Regions from separate parts of the Mus musculus genome. Here all the other regions are linked to region 2. Evidence: chromatin contacts called from public Hi-C data. All regions are on one chromosome and are shown on one strand. Each heading gives the region's core, a stretch centred on a gene start, on an enhancer-like site or on the middle of the called end of the contact. The rest is flanking DNA. Distances are from core to core; before and after follow the strand shown.

Evidence for each region. Hi-C and Micro-C count contacts between places; a contact is called where the count stands out from the background.
Region 1: a contact with region 2 is called in a Hi-C map of cerebral cortex, with 2.8 times the contacts expected there. The contact joins the enhancer-like site here to the promoter of Nfasc in region 2. A contact is called at or near these places in 4 of 39 promoter capture datasets (embryonic stem cells, hippocampal neurons, second pharyngeal arch cranial neural crest and 1 more), 5 of 484 Hi-C or Micro-C datasets (brain, cerebral cortex, frontal cortex and 1 more), 9 of 115 datasets of contacts at active chromatin or transcription factors (a beta-TC-6 cell line, embryonic forebrain, embryonic hindbrain and 5 more) and 1 of 9 other capture datasets (adipose tissue).
Region 3: a contact with region 2 is called in a Hi-C map of rod photoreceptor, with 1.6 times the contacts expected there. The contact joins the enhancer-like site here to the promoter of Nfasc in region 2. A contact is called at or near these places in 2 of 39 promoter capture datasets (embryonic stem cells and hippocampal neurons), 7 of 484 Hi-C or Micro-C datasets (the N1E-115 cell line, cerebral cortex, cortical glia and 4 more), 6 of 115 datasets of contacts at active chromatin or transcription factors (embryonic forebrain, embryonic hindbrain, embryonic stem cells and 2 more) and 2 of 9 other capture datasets (adipose tissue and liver).

Annotation. Positions count from the first base shown.
Region 1 is chr1:132,676,915-132,680,570 of GRCm38.p6, forward strand. The region is part of intron 1 of Nfasc (neurofascin); the gene reads right to left. Gm46157 (a long non-coding RNA gene) reads left to right here. Exons shown (of 3, transcript XR_001779421.2): 3 at 34-3,656. Among named protein-coding and RNA genes, the nearest start is that of Gm46157, 10 kb to the left of the region's middle. Within about 2 kb of position 2,252, at least 9 of the 459 cell types and tissues checked have an H3K27ac peak or open chromatin away from gene starts, as enhancers often do. A contact at or near this core is called in cerebral cortex, where this site is marked.
Region 2 is chr1:132,739,229-132,743,130 of GRCm38.p6, forward strand. Nfasc (neurofascin) reads right to left here and starts at 2,569. Exons shown (of 30, transcript NM_182716.4): 1 at 2,443-2,569.
Region 3 is chr1:132,701,602-132,705,095 of GRCm38.p6, forward strand. The region is part of intron 1 of Nfasc (neurofascin); the gene reads right to left. Among named protein-coding and RNA genes, the nearest start is that of Gm10538, 26 kb to the right of the region's middle. Within about 2 kb of position 2,055, at least 17 of the 459 cell types and tissues checked have an H3K27ac peak or open chromatin away from gene starts, as enhancers often do. A contact at or near this core is called in cerebral cortex and rod photoreceptor, where this site is marked.

The sequences.
Region 1 (3,656 bases), core at 1,002-3,501, 63 kb before region 2:
CACCTATATTTCTGTTTTCTGTTTCTCCACTAGTCGGGAAGTCTCCTGGAGCAGTCTGGACATCATGGACATTGATACTGCTCCTCCTGCATCCTACTCAGAGTTGTCTAAAGGCCAGGGCAATGCCTCTGCCATCAGACTGGAAGTTCCCACGATCAAGGACAACTTCAGAATCACCTAAGCTATATCCTGTCTGATCTTTTAGCTCCCCGTGCCACCAAGGACATGTGTACTTTCATCCCTCTCTGCAGAGACCACAATGGCCAATTTGACCACGAGGGAGCTGGTAAGCGCACCAGATTGATCCAAAGAGGGGCCTTGGGCCCAAGTCTGAGCAGATGCTGATGCTTAGGTCTCACGCGATTGCACTGAGATGCAGAGGGGAGAGGCTGCACTGGGTCTCTCCTCCCTCGCTGCATCCCTGCCATGGGTGCTGTGGCAAGATAGACAGAAGGGAAGGACACAAGGACGGGCCCAGGGAACAGCGCAGAAGCAGAGGTTCCAATAAGCCACACAGTGCTTTGCTCTCACAGTGTATTGGTTCAGGCAGCTGACAGAGCAACAACCCGGTTCTTCTTGGGAAGAAGTTTGCACTTGTGAATGGCAAGCACTATTCTATAATACCACAAACAGAACTTATGACTCTTCTTGGTTTGTGGGGCTTATTCTTTTATTCCAGTCTTAATCACCTTATGTTATTTAAGGTATCTTATTATAAAATTAATCAAATACTAAGCAATAGAGATGCCCCCCCCAAAAATGGAGAGCTGGAGAGCTGGCTCATTGGTAAAAGCACTGGCTGCCCTTTTCAGGGGTCCCGGGGTTCATTCTCAGCGCCCATGCGCCAGCTTACAACACTCTGTAAGTCCAAGTTCAGGGGTCCCACACCCTCTCCTGGTCTCTCAGAACACTGGGCAAACGTGGTACACAGTCATACAGGTGAAATACACACACATAAAAATTAATAAAAATGATTTAATGTTTACATTTTTGTCTCCTTATCACCTTAGTGTAGTGATTCTGAAAATGGGCTTTGGGTTTACAGATCAAGGTACGAATTCCTGCTCATATCCACTGATCTGTGAATCAGCTATGTGACTTTGGATAAAGTATTCAACCTATTTATTTGTGTGTTGGTTTCCTGGTGGATAAATTAGGGCAGGATTCCTTTTCAGAGCAACTTGAATCTAAATTCTTTGGCTCACACAGCCTTTCCCAGCTGGCTCTGCCTCTGCTGTCACCACATTGACCTCTGCGGTCCCAGCCAGCACACAACCTACTTGTGTCTCTACCTTTCCCCTGGCACCATCCCTGCAGGCCCTCCAAGCGGGAAGGCACCTCCCTCGTGGGAGTCTTTCCTTTCATCTTCTCACCTAGGCCGGTCTTCCCAGCAGCGCCCCCCAGAGGTCAGTGTGCCTACAAATGGATCAGCCTCCTGTAACATTGTCAAAATGAGCAGGCACCAATTCTTGCAGGCCATGGTCCCACCTTAGCTATTTCCAACAAGTTCCAGGTGATTCCTGGGGAGAGAACCCCTGGAAGCAGAAAGGCTCCTTAGACACCCACAATTGCTCCATTAGTAGCATTTGTATTTCCTGACTGACTCAGGCCCTGGGTAGCCCTTTTCCCTGCTCAGCCTTCACTGCCTGTGTGAGAAATTTTCCAAAAAGGTCTGATGACTCAATGGAGCAACAGTCAATACAGGCAGCCTAGAGTTTCTGGTTGGAGACAAAGAGAATCAATCATAATAATGTATGCTGCATACAGCTCTGAAAGCAAGGGCCACATCTTCCATTTTCTACTCCGAATCATTCCTAGAATGTCTTGGGCCTATAACTAAGTTCTAGGAAATGTTTTTGTTGAGTGGATGACTGAAAGAGCAAACCCGTAAGAGGCTCTGGCCCATGGTCCTTTAGGAGCAGGCAACATACACAAAAGGGCACAGTTAACATACCACTGTCTTTTCCTACAGCCCAAACCTGGCCTTTACCAGGGGTGAAGAACACAGAACTTAAAATGTGAGTCCCAGTGTCCTAAGAGTTACCAAGCATTCCTCGGAGCAAACAGGCAACAGACCCAGGAAGGAGGGTTATTGTTTTAAAAATTATTTCCGTAGTCCTCAAAGAACTAGAACAAAGCGGGATTGTCCTGGCTGCCTCCCCTGCAAGAATTCACATTCTAGACTCGTCTAAATGCCAGTTCAAATGCTGCTCAGAACACGATTATTAAACAAACAGGCAGCCGCCGCCGCACTGAGGGCGGGGGCTGATCCCCCGCCGTTCCCCTCACTCCTCCCCACCATTCTGCAACAGCTTTGGGTAGTGACACTTAGATCTCTGTGCCTCCAGTGTTTCTATTACTTCAGCCCCATGTCCCCTCCTCTTTTTTGTTCCCTTTGACCTACTACTCCTCGCTGCCTCTCCCAGGATAGCCAGTGGGTGAGCTCTGTGTGCAGTGCAGGGCTTCTGAACAAACTCATCTGAAGGAAGCTGGTCGTTGGGAAGTCTTCCGGGACATCTAACCCACTTGCAGAGTCCACTCCCTTCATTCTCAACCTCCAGCAGACTGGGAAGAAAGCAAAAGCCTATTGAGAGCAGCTGAGTGGGATGCAGGCTGGGAAGATCCGTGCTCAAACTCAAACTCAAACTCAGGGTCTTCAGTATTTCAGAGTGAAAAATTGTAGGTCTACAGAGTGAGTTCCAGGACAGCCAGGGCTACACAGAGAAACCCTGGCTCAGGAAAAAAAAAAAAAAAAAAAAAAAAAGCAATGTGGTATTGAAGTAAGCCCCGGGCTACACTGTCAGAGGAATTACATGTAAAGGCCACGTGACTTGTTCAGCTGTTCTGGCTAAGAGGCAACACACTTCTATACTGTTATCCAGATGAAGGACTCTGGGTAGGCACCCTACCACTGAGCTGCACCTTCAACCCCTTTAGCGTTTTAAATTTTGAGATGGCTTGTTAGTAAGTCACCAGATTTGCCTTAAACTCTCTTAGCCTAGTTAGGCTTTGAACTTGTGATCCCCCAGCCTCAGTCTACTGACTAGCTGGGATTCAGTCCTGGGTCACCAGTTTAGAGATGACATTTTAGAGGCTGTTTTTGGAGGCTGATACACCTTTCATTGCCTTCTTTCCATTCAGTCTGTCCACACTGAGTGTCATCACTGAATAAACAAGGCAGCAAGAATGAATGTGCACCCTCTAAGTAGCTCCCAAAGAGCAGAGGTGAATGATACAAAGGACCAGCCATGTCCAATGCCAGATCCCAGATGACTGACAAACAAAGGAACCGCTCTATTCCCATTCAGAGGGGGTAGAGACTGGTTGAGGTTTCCAGGCAATTCGAGCCATTGGGCATGTTGGCCAGTTGAGGTCCCAAATGCTTGGAGAAGGAGCAGGAATGGGGTAGGCCAGGAGGGAGAGGAATAGAGCACGTGACTGGGTTGTGGTTTGAGCAACGGCTCAGCAGGTCTAAGGCAAGAGGGACATCAGTTTGAGGGGAGAAGAACGTTTGCATGGTTGAGAGGTGGGAGAGCTGGAGAGAGTGTGGGAAGATTTTGAATGCCAGGCTGGAGCTTTCTCTTTTATCAATTGTGTGAACAACATGTGAGACATTCTTACAGTAAAAGGCCTGGGCGATGCTGAGGAAGCTAATG
Region 2 (3,902 bases), core at 1,319-3,818:
TTGTGATGCCAAACAAGGGGGCAAGGGCTGAGATTCGTTGCACAAAGCTGGGAAATATGTAGGCTGTTATCAGAAGCCCCATTTAACCTGAGCCCCAATCAAGCACTTCAACGTCAGAGCCTTGATCCAATCAGCTCCCGACAACAGCTGCAGGTGATGCTTCTCTGATACCAGGAAAAGCTGGCAGATCGGAGGCCCCGACGCCAGGAGAAGCTTCCCGCCCTGCCCCCACAGGCAACGGGGAGGGGACCAAGAAGGGTGACAAAGCCGATGTAGCCAGTCTCCCAACACCGTGTCCCCTGAACAGACACAGTCTGGAGGCCATCCGGAATTACCACAGCCCACGTTTCAGTCAGCTGTGTTCAGCCCCTCAGTATTCCAAAGCAAGAACCTCTGGGGAAACTGCCGGGGCCAGACTGCAGTTTGTATCTTACCTCCTCTAAAGCCTAGGGTTTTAGAGGAGTCTTTGAGACAGGGGATTGGGAAGCCAGCCCTATTTTACAAAGGCATATACAATTTCTTGGGTTTTGTCTCTTTTCTTAGTAATACCATATTCTCTCTCTCTCTCTCTCTCTCTCTCTCTCTCTCTCTCACACACACACACACACACACACACACACACACACACACACACACACACACACACACACTCCTTCGGCCTAATCCAAAGAGTAAGGGTAGAAAATTGTCTCTCTCTGAAGAACCAGCTTAGTCAAGGCAAAAGGTGAAATGTACTGGACAGGAAGGTGATCCCTCCTCTCTCTCATTTGCCTCCTGCATGCAGTTCCACCGATCCAGCATCCTTGGTCACAGGGAGGACTGAGTTCTGCCTCCTTTCCTCTGGCTGCCCCCACAGCCTCTCCAGGGTCTTCCTTGCTCCACACCCTCTCCCTGGGCAGCTTCTACTTAGGCTTAAGTTCTATGGGATCTGAACCTGCTGGTCTCTGGCCCTATTCAAACCACACATCTCCTGTGCACCCTGGTCTCAAAGGCTATGGCCTGCCCTTGCCTTACTGAAGATTGGATCTGGGCCCAGCAGGGCTCACCTCAGTTCCAAGGTTAGAGGAGGCACATCAGGGCCCTCCTATCAGAGAAAGAGACAGGCAAGAAGAGGAATATTGTCACCCTCTCCTCTGGAGCTAGAGGAGGCATCTTTGTCCAGAACCACACACACACTCATACACAAAACACACATACATGTTCATACACAACATACACATTCATACACAACACACATACACACAGCATGCATAACTCAGCCAGTAAGCCAAGGGAGGAATGAAAAGTAGACCCTGGCTCAGTGAGTGAGGTGGGCTGTTGTGGGACCACAGCCTCCGTGATTCAGCACTCTGACCACTCCCAGCCATGTCGTGGGTCACACTCAGGACCATTCCTGATGCCAGAATGCTGGCTTGGAAGCTGAGGAAAAGTCTTTGCTAAGACCCCAACTCTTAGGCCCTCCAGCAAGGTTTCTCTGCCAGGCTTTTGCAGCCCAGGACTCAGGACAAGTCTCAGGAGCTTGAGGGCCATTCCCTTAGACCTGCCTCTTCTCCCAGCCTCAAGCCCTTTCTGATCCCATCTAGGAAGCAAACCTGAATAGTTCCAGGAGAGGAGAGGACCACACAGAGGCCTACAAACCCAAGTATCTCTCTTCCAAAGCTATGAACAGGCTCAAACATGCAGCAAAGGGCTTTAGAGAGGTTGAATTCACAGCAGTGAACACCTGGCCCACTGAGCCCTAGGCCTCTGTGGCAGAGTAGGACGATACAAGGGTGGGTAGACTGAGTCCAAGCCCAGTCAGCACCGGACCTACATCACCACGAAGGGCAGGCAGAGAAGGTGATGGGTAGTAGGCCGGCTAGGAACCAAGGAGAGTAGGGGAGATGTTCCAGAGGGAGTGTGCAGGATGAGGAAACAAGGAAGCCACTGTGAAGGGGTTGGGACTGGGTGTGAAGATGGGGACCGGGGAGGATAAACTGGAAGGGAGCAACCGAAGGCCAGCACTACACAGGGCCGCGGGAGGGAGGGCAAGCAGAGGGGCCACGGGTGAGGCAGGAAAACATAAGTGGAATGGGGAACTGAAAAGTGAGGTGTACAGAGAGAAAACACAGGGGCTGGCTGGTCTCCAATGGTGAGGCTGAGACAGCGAGGAAAGAGAGAGAGAGCGAGGGAGAGGGATGGAATATGGGATGTTGCCAGCCGAGTCCGAAAGGGTATTAGGGTGGAGAGGGCTGAAAGCTGGAGGGAGACACTGCCAGAATCTGGTGGGTTCCGGGCAGGTGGCAGTGTAGAGAAAAAAAAGCACAGGGATGTGGATGGAGGGGGATGGGACAGGTCGGGGGATGCAGATGGACTGAGGAGAGCGGAATCAAAGGGGGTGCCGCTGGTTGGGCTTCCGAGACCGGGTTCTGTTACCCTACCGGGTACCCGCGCTCACCTTACCTCGAGGAGCTCGGGCTCCAGCCCCGGGCGCAGTCCCAGATGTCCGCTCCCGGCGCCGCCACTTCCCTCGCGTCCCCTGCAGCACCTCTCGCTGCCAGCCGCCGCATTAGGGCAGAGACTAGCCCGTGCGCGCCCCCGGGCGGCCAGCGCGTCCCCGGCGGCCTGCGTGCGCGCCCCCGAACCCCTCCCTGCGTACGAGAAGCTGGGACCAGGACCCAGCAGCTCCGACGGATGCTCAGGTGCCACAGTCCGCCCCACGCGCTAAGGATCAAGTTGCAGAACCAGAGTCTGGGAACCCTGTTTTCTCCCTTGATCTTGGATACTCCTTCAGAAGAGTGGCACTCCGTGTTGTCGTAGGACCTGGAGCCAGAACTGTTGCGGTCTGTCCTGCAAATAACCCCTTTATGAGTTCTTAGGGGCAGGAATTTGTCCACAGCTTTGGAGAGCATAGCTCCCTCCAAAAACTTCCACTGAGTTGTTCATCCGAAGCTGACAAGGGGCAAAAAACAAACAAACAAACAAACAAAAGAAAAAGCATGAGGACATTACAGGTGGGTCTTGTTTTAAAACTGTAAGAATTGTTCTGCCCGGGGGAGACTCGGGGCACTGTCCCAGACTTGAGTTAGAGTGGAAAAACCTTGAACTTGGAGACCACATATCCAAATGTTAGCCCTGCCTCGGTGACTGAGCAGGTCTGAGCATGCAAAGTGGGCTGCGTCTTAGCTGAGATCCCGCCCCCTTGGTAGACCTCAGCTAATGTGCACAGGTGGAGACCTGTACCCCCTCCCACCTTGAATGAGCCCTTAGAAGCTTCTAATTCAGCTCCCTGCCTAAAACTACAGCCCCGTAGGCACCACCACTCTGAGACTCACTCTGAGACTCCTTCTGTGATCACACCCAGGTATCACCTCTACTTAGACCTGAACCCACCTGCCAGTCTCAGCATCCCCCCCAACCCACCTCTGCCTGTGGGCTCAGGAAAAGAGACGCTGCAGATCACCCCCCTGCCCCACACATAGCCTGTGCTCAGTAAAGGCTCATCCACTCACTGACAAAATGGCCTCTCTTCAGCTAGGGGCTTCCAACCCAACAGCTGCAGATGGGAGGCAAAGAGGAGGCAGGGAGGGAGGCCAGTTTTGAAAGCCTTGAAGCAAGATTGTCAGAATCCTGGGCGATTTTTTTCAAGGTTACTACATATACAAAGCAGCAAGTCACTTAAAACCAATACTTCAGCATCACCCTGGTATTAGTCCTGAGAATGAGACTTCACCCTACCAGAACCAGATGACACTAAGGAGCCAGTCAACCCAACCAGAGGGATAGGGTCCCTGGACCCTGGTAGGTCCCAAACACCTGACAGACTCTTAGAAGACTTGGGGAAGGCACTTGAAAGCACTCAGGTCTGTGTGGAGGGCAGAGTTCCCTCACCCCCCTTTACTAAAAGCATCCAGTGGTGGCCT
Region 3 (3,494 bases), core at 805-3,304, 38 kb before region 2:
TATTCTAATTTCAAACTTTGATGTTTAAACCGTGTTGTAAGTTATATCCTTTAAATATTAATGTAACTTTGGAGGCCATGGAATCACACACACACACACACACACACACACACACACACACACACACACACACCACATACACCATGAAAACACCCAAGAGCCCTCTCTCAAGAAGCCCACACCCATGTCCCTGACTGTGCATTGACCTTTTCTTACTGGAATCTCTGTCTAATTACTCAATAAGCTCACCTTGCTGTACTCACTTATCCTGGAATTGTGTACAGATGCTTTTTTTTTTAACCTGGAGGGTAAAGTCTCTCCCTAAAGGCAAGAAGAAGTAACACAAAGAATCCAACTTATATATTGGACACTGAGTCCATTTATCCAAAAGCCAAATCTTCAGTGGCACATGGCCATCAGAGGTCACCTAGGACCAGGGGCTGTGGGAAGGAGGACAGACTGCACATGGGATGATGGAACTAGAGACTCCATCTTCCATGGGAGAGAGGGCACTTGAAATGTGTGTGTATGTGTTGCACATTCTTGTCAAAACTAACCTACTGTGCCCTTAAGAAATGCACATTTTCCTGAGTGTATATTATACCTGACTATGTTGATGTGAAGTCAAGAGAAGGGTATATATAGCTCAGAGGTAGAATTAACATTTAGCATCTGTGACGCTCCAACACTACAAGCACAGCCAACTACAGAGAACAAAATTGCAACTGGCCTGTGATTAGTGAAGCCTCGGAGCAGTCACTGCTGGCTTCCCCATGGAAGACACAGCAGGGGAGCTGAAGGCTGTGTAGAGCGTTGAGCTAGCACTCAGAACCTGCTGGAGGCCAAGGCTGACAGTCACTCGGGATTGCACAAGTCTCTGGCCCTGTGGCCTCTTGGATGATCTGCAAGCATTTGGCTGAATGCTCCCTCCCAGCCTGTTTTTGGCGCACACCTTTGATCCCAGCACTCGGGAGGCAGAGGCAGGCGGATTTCTGAGTTCGAGGCCAGCCTGGTCTACAAAGTGAGTTCCAAGACAGCCAGAGCTATACAGAGAAACCCTGTCTCGAAAAAAAAGAAAAAAGAAAAGAAACATCTGAGGTGGGTGGATAGGGCAACACCCTCTCAGAAGCAAAGGGGGAGAGGATGGAGTGAAGAACTCAGGGTGGGGGGACTGGGGAGGGGGGCAACATTTAGAATGTAAATAAATAAAAGCATTTAATAAAATGAATAAATAAATAAGAAGCTCCTGAATTGCCAATACTGTATTGCTCAGCCACGTCCAGATTGCCTTCTCTGTTCTTTCCCCTCCCCCAGTCATCTTGTGGTTTCTGAGAGCCTAGACGCCTTTCCTCTCTATCCTGGTCTAACCTGAAGACTTCAAGGGACCCTGAAAAGCTACACCCTTCCCTCCAACCCTTCTCTTCAGGCTATTCTGGGTGTGGGGTGGGGAGAGGTGGGTAGTCTGGAGACAGGACCATGCCAAGCTTGAGTTTGCTCACTCAGAAAACCAGCTCCTATATAACAGGAGCTTTGGTGTGCTGCTATCAGTCCTCTGTAACCACGCACCTTCTAGAGGCCCAGTGGCTCTAAGGTAAACACAAAGACCCATGTGTAAGCCTTCGCTCTGCCACCTGGCCCCTGTGTGGCTGTCAACAAGTCACTTACTCGGCCTGACTCCCCATCTATAAAATAAGGCTTGTGGTCTCTACCTCACCAGGCTACCGGACTCCTTGAGAATACAGGTGGAAAGAATATAGCAATGGAAGTTTCCTTTACCAGAGTGAGGGACACCGTGCTCACACTGGAAATATACCAGGTCAGCATGTTCATGTCAACATGAAGATGTGGGTCCTCAAAAAAAAAGTTAAAGTTGAGAGAGAAGCTCCCTTTAGAAATGCAAAACATGCTTGAGTCTCTGGGAAGTATACACAGAGGTGAGGTTCAAACCCGGTGGGAGGCTGCGGAAGACAGGGAGGGAAGAGGGTACAGGCTGAGGAGGGCAGGAGGCGGAGCAGGTGTAATCAGGACAGGAGCCAGGGGGTGGAGAGCGGGGTGGAGGATCCAGGATGACTGCTGCAGATGCAAGAACTGGAGGCAGGGCCCCAGGGAGCCCGCTGTAGCACAAAGAGGGTGTGGAATAAAGCCAGGTCCCCAGGCAGTGGGGATATTGCTGAGCTGTGAGAAAGACACAGGAAGTAAGAAACTGGCACCAAAGGCAAGAGAGCTCTCACCTCCAGAGACCCCAAACAAGACCAAAGACAGTCTGGCTAGAAGTAGCTAGCAGTGAGTATGTGGCCCAGCGCTGGCTCCTAGAACTACAGGATGCAGCAGGAACCGGGGGCGGGGGGCGGGGAGGGGGCGGCGGCGCGGAGTTAGTAACCTGAATCAGACTTAGCTGGGCTCATCTACATGGGGCTGGTACTGTAGTACAAAATGGCTTGGGGCTGGGAAAAATCACACAGTGACCACACGCACACGGACGGGGGGGGGGGGTCTCCTCCCTCCTCCTGTGTTCCTGGTTTCCAGCATATCAGTTCCGGCCAAGTCTGAGGCAGGCATTATTAATAGCACACCTGACAGGTGAAGAGACGTAAGGTGGAACTGAATAGGAAGCAGGCAGGAACTGACCACGATGCTTCCTGACTCCCAGGATGCTGGCTGTCCTTCCCCTCACAGCTCCTCAGAAGGAAGGCATTCTCCTCAGAGTGGCTGCCTTACCACAGACTGTATGGCAGAGAAGAGGGAGGTGCCCCAGACACACCCGGACTTCTCACAAGTCTCTCTGCAGGTCTTTCCTCTGGCACATGCATAGGATTATGGATCCTCCTTGCAGAAGCAAAGCACAGCCTGGACTTTGCAGTAGGAATCTTGAGACCGGAGTGGGACAGATGCCTCAGGCTTCTTTCTAGGTAATACACTCACCCTACTGAAGGGTGTAAAGAAAGCTCCATCAAGCCCAGCTCCTTGGGGATGTTTCTTCCTCTCTGGGGAATTCTCAAGCAACCTTGGCCTCTCCCTAGAATCCACCATCCCAGCATGGTTCTTAGAGTGGCCTATGCTTGCCGATCCACAGTCTAGCATCTCATCTATGGAAATGGCGGCTGCTCTAACGTACAGAAGACAACTGCCGCAGTCCTCAGAAGGAAGAGTGCTGGGTGGACATCAGTCCAAGGTCCAGCCTCCAGGACTCTACTTAAGAAGCAGGGCTCTCCAAGTTCTCTAAGGAAAAACACTCACATGGTCCCTCACTGGCATGAGGTATTTCTTTTGAGTCAGACCATATTCTTTATCAGAATAATCCTCTCAGTCATCAACCCCTGAGGACTCAGGATAAGCACTTCGAGAACATATGTTCTTGGGCCCTGCTACCGGTTGTGACATTAGACGGCATGCTAACTTCTCTCTCCTCAGTTTCCTTGATTCTAAGGTCGGGACTGCTGGCATTTAGTCTAGGCTCTGCCCCACAGTTACCTGGCAACAGCCAGTTGTACCTG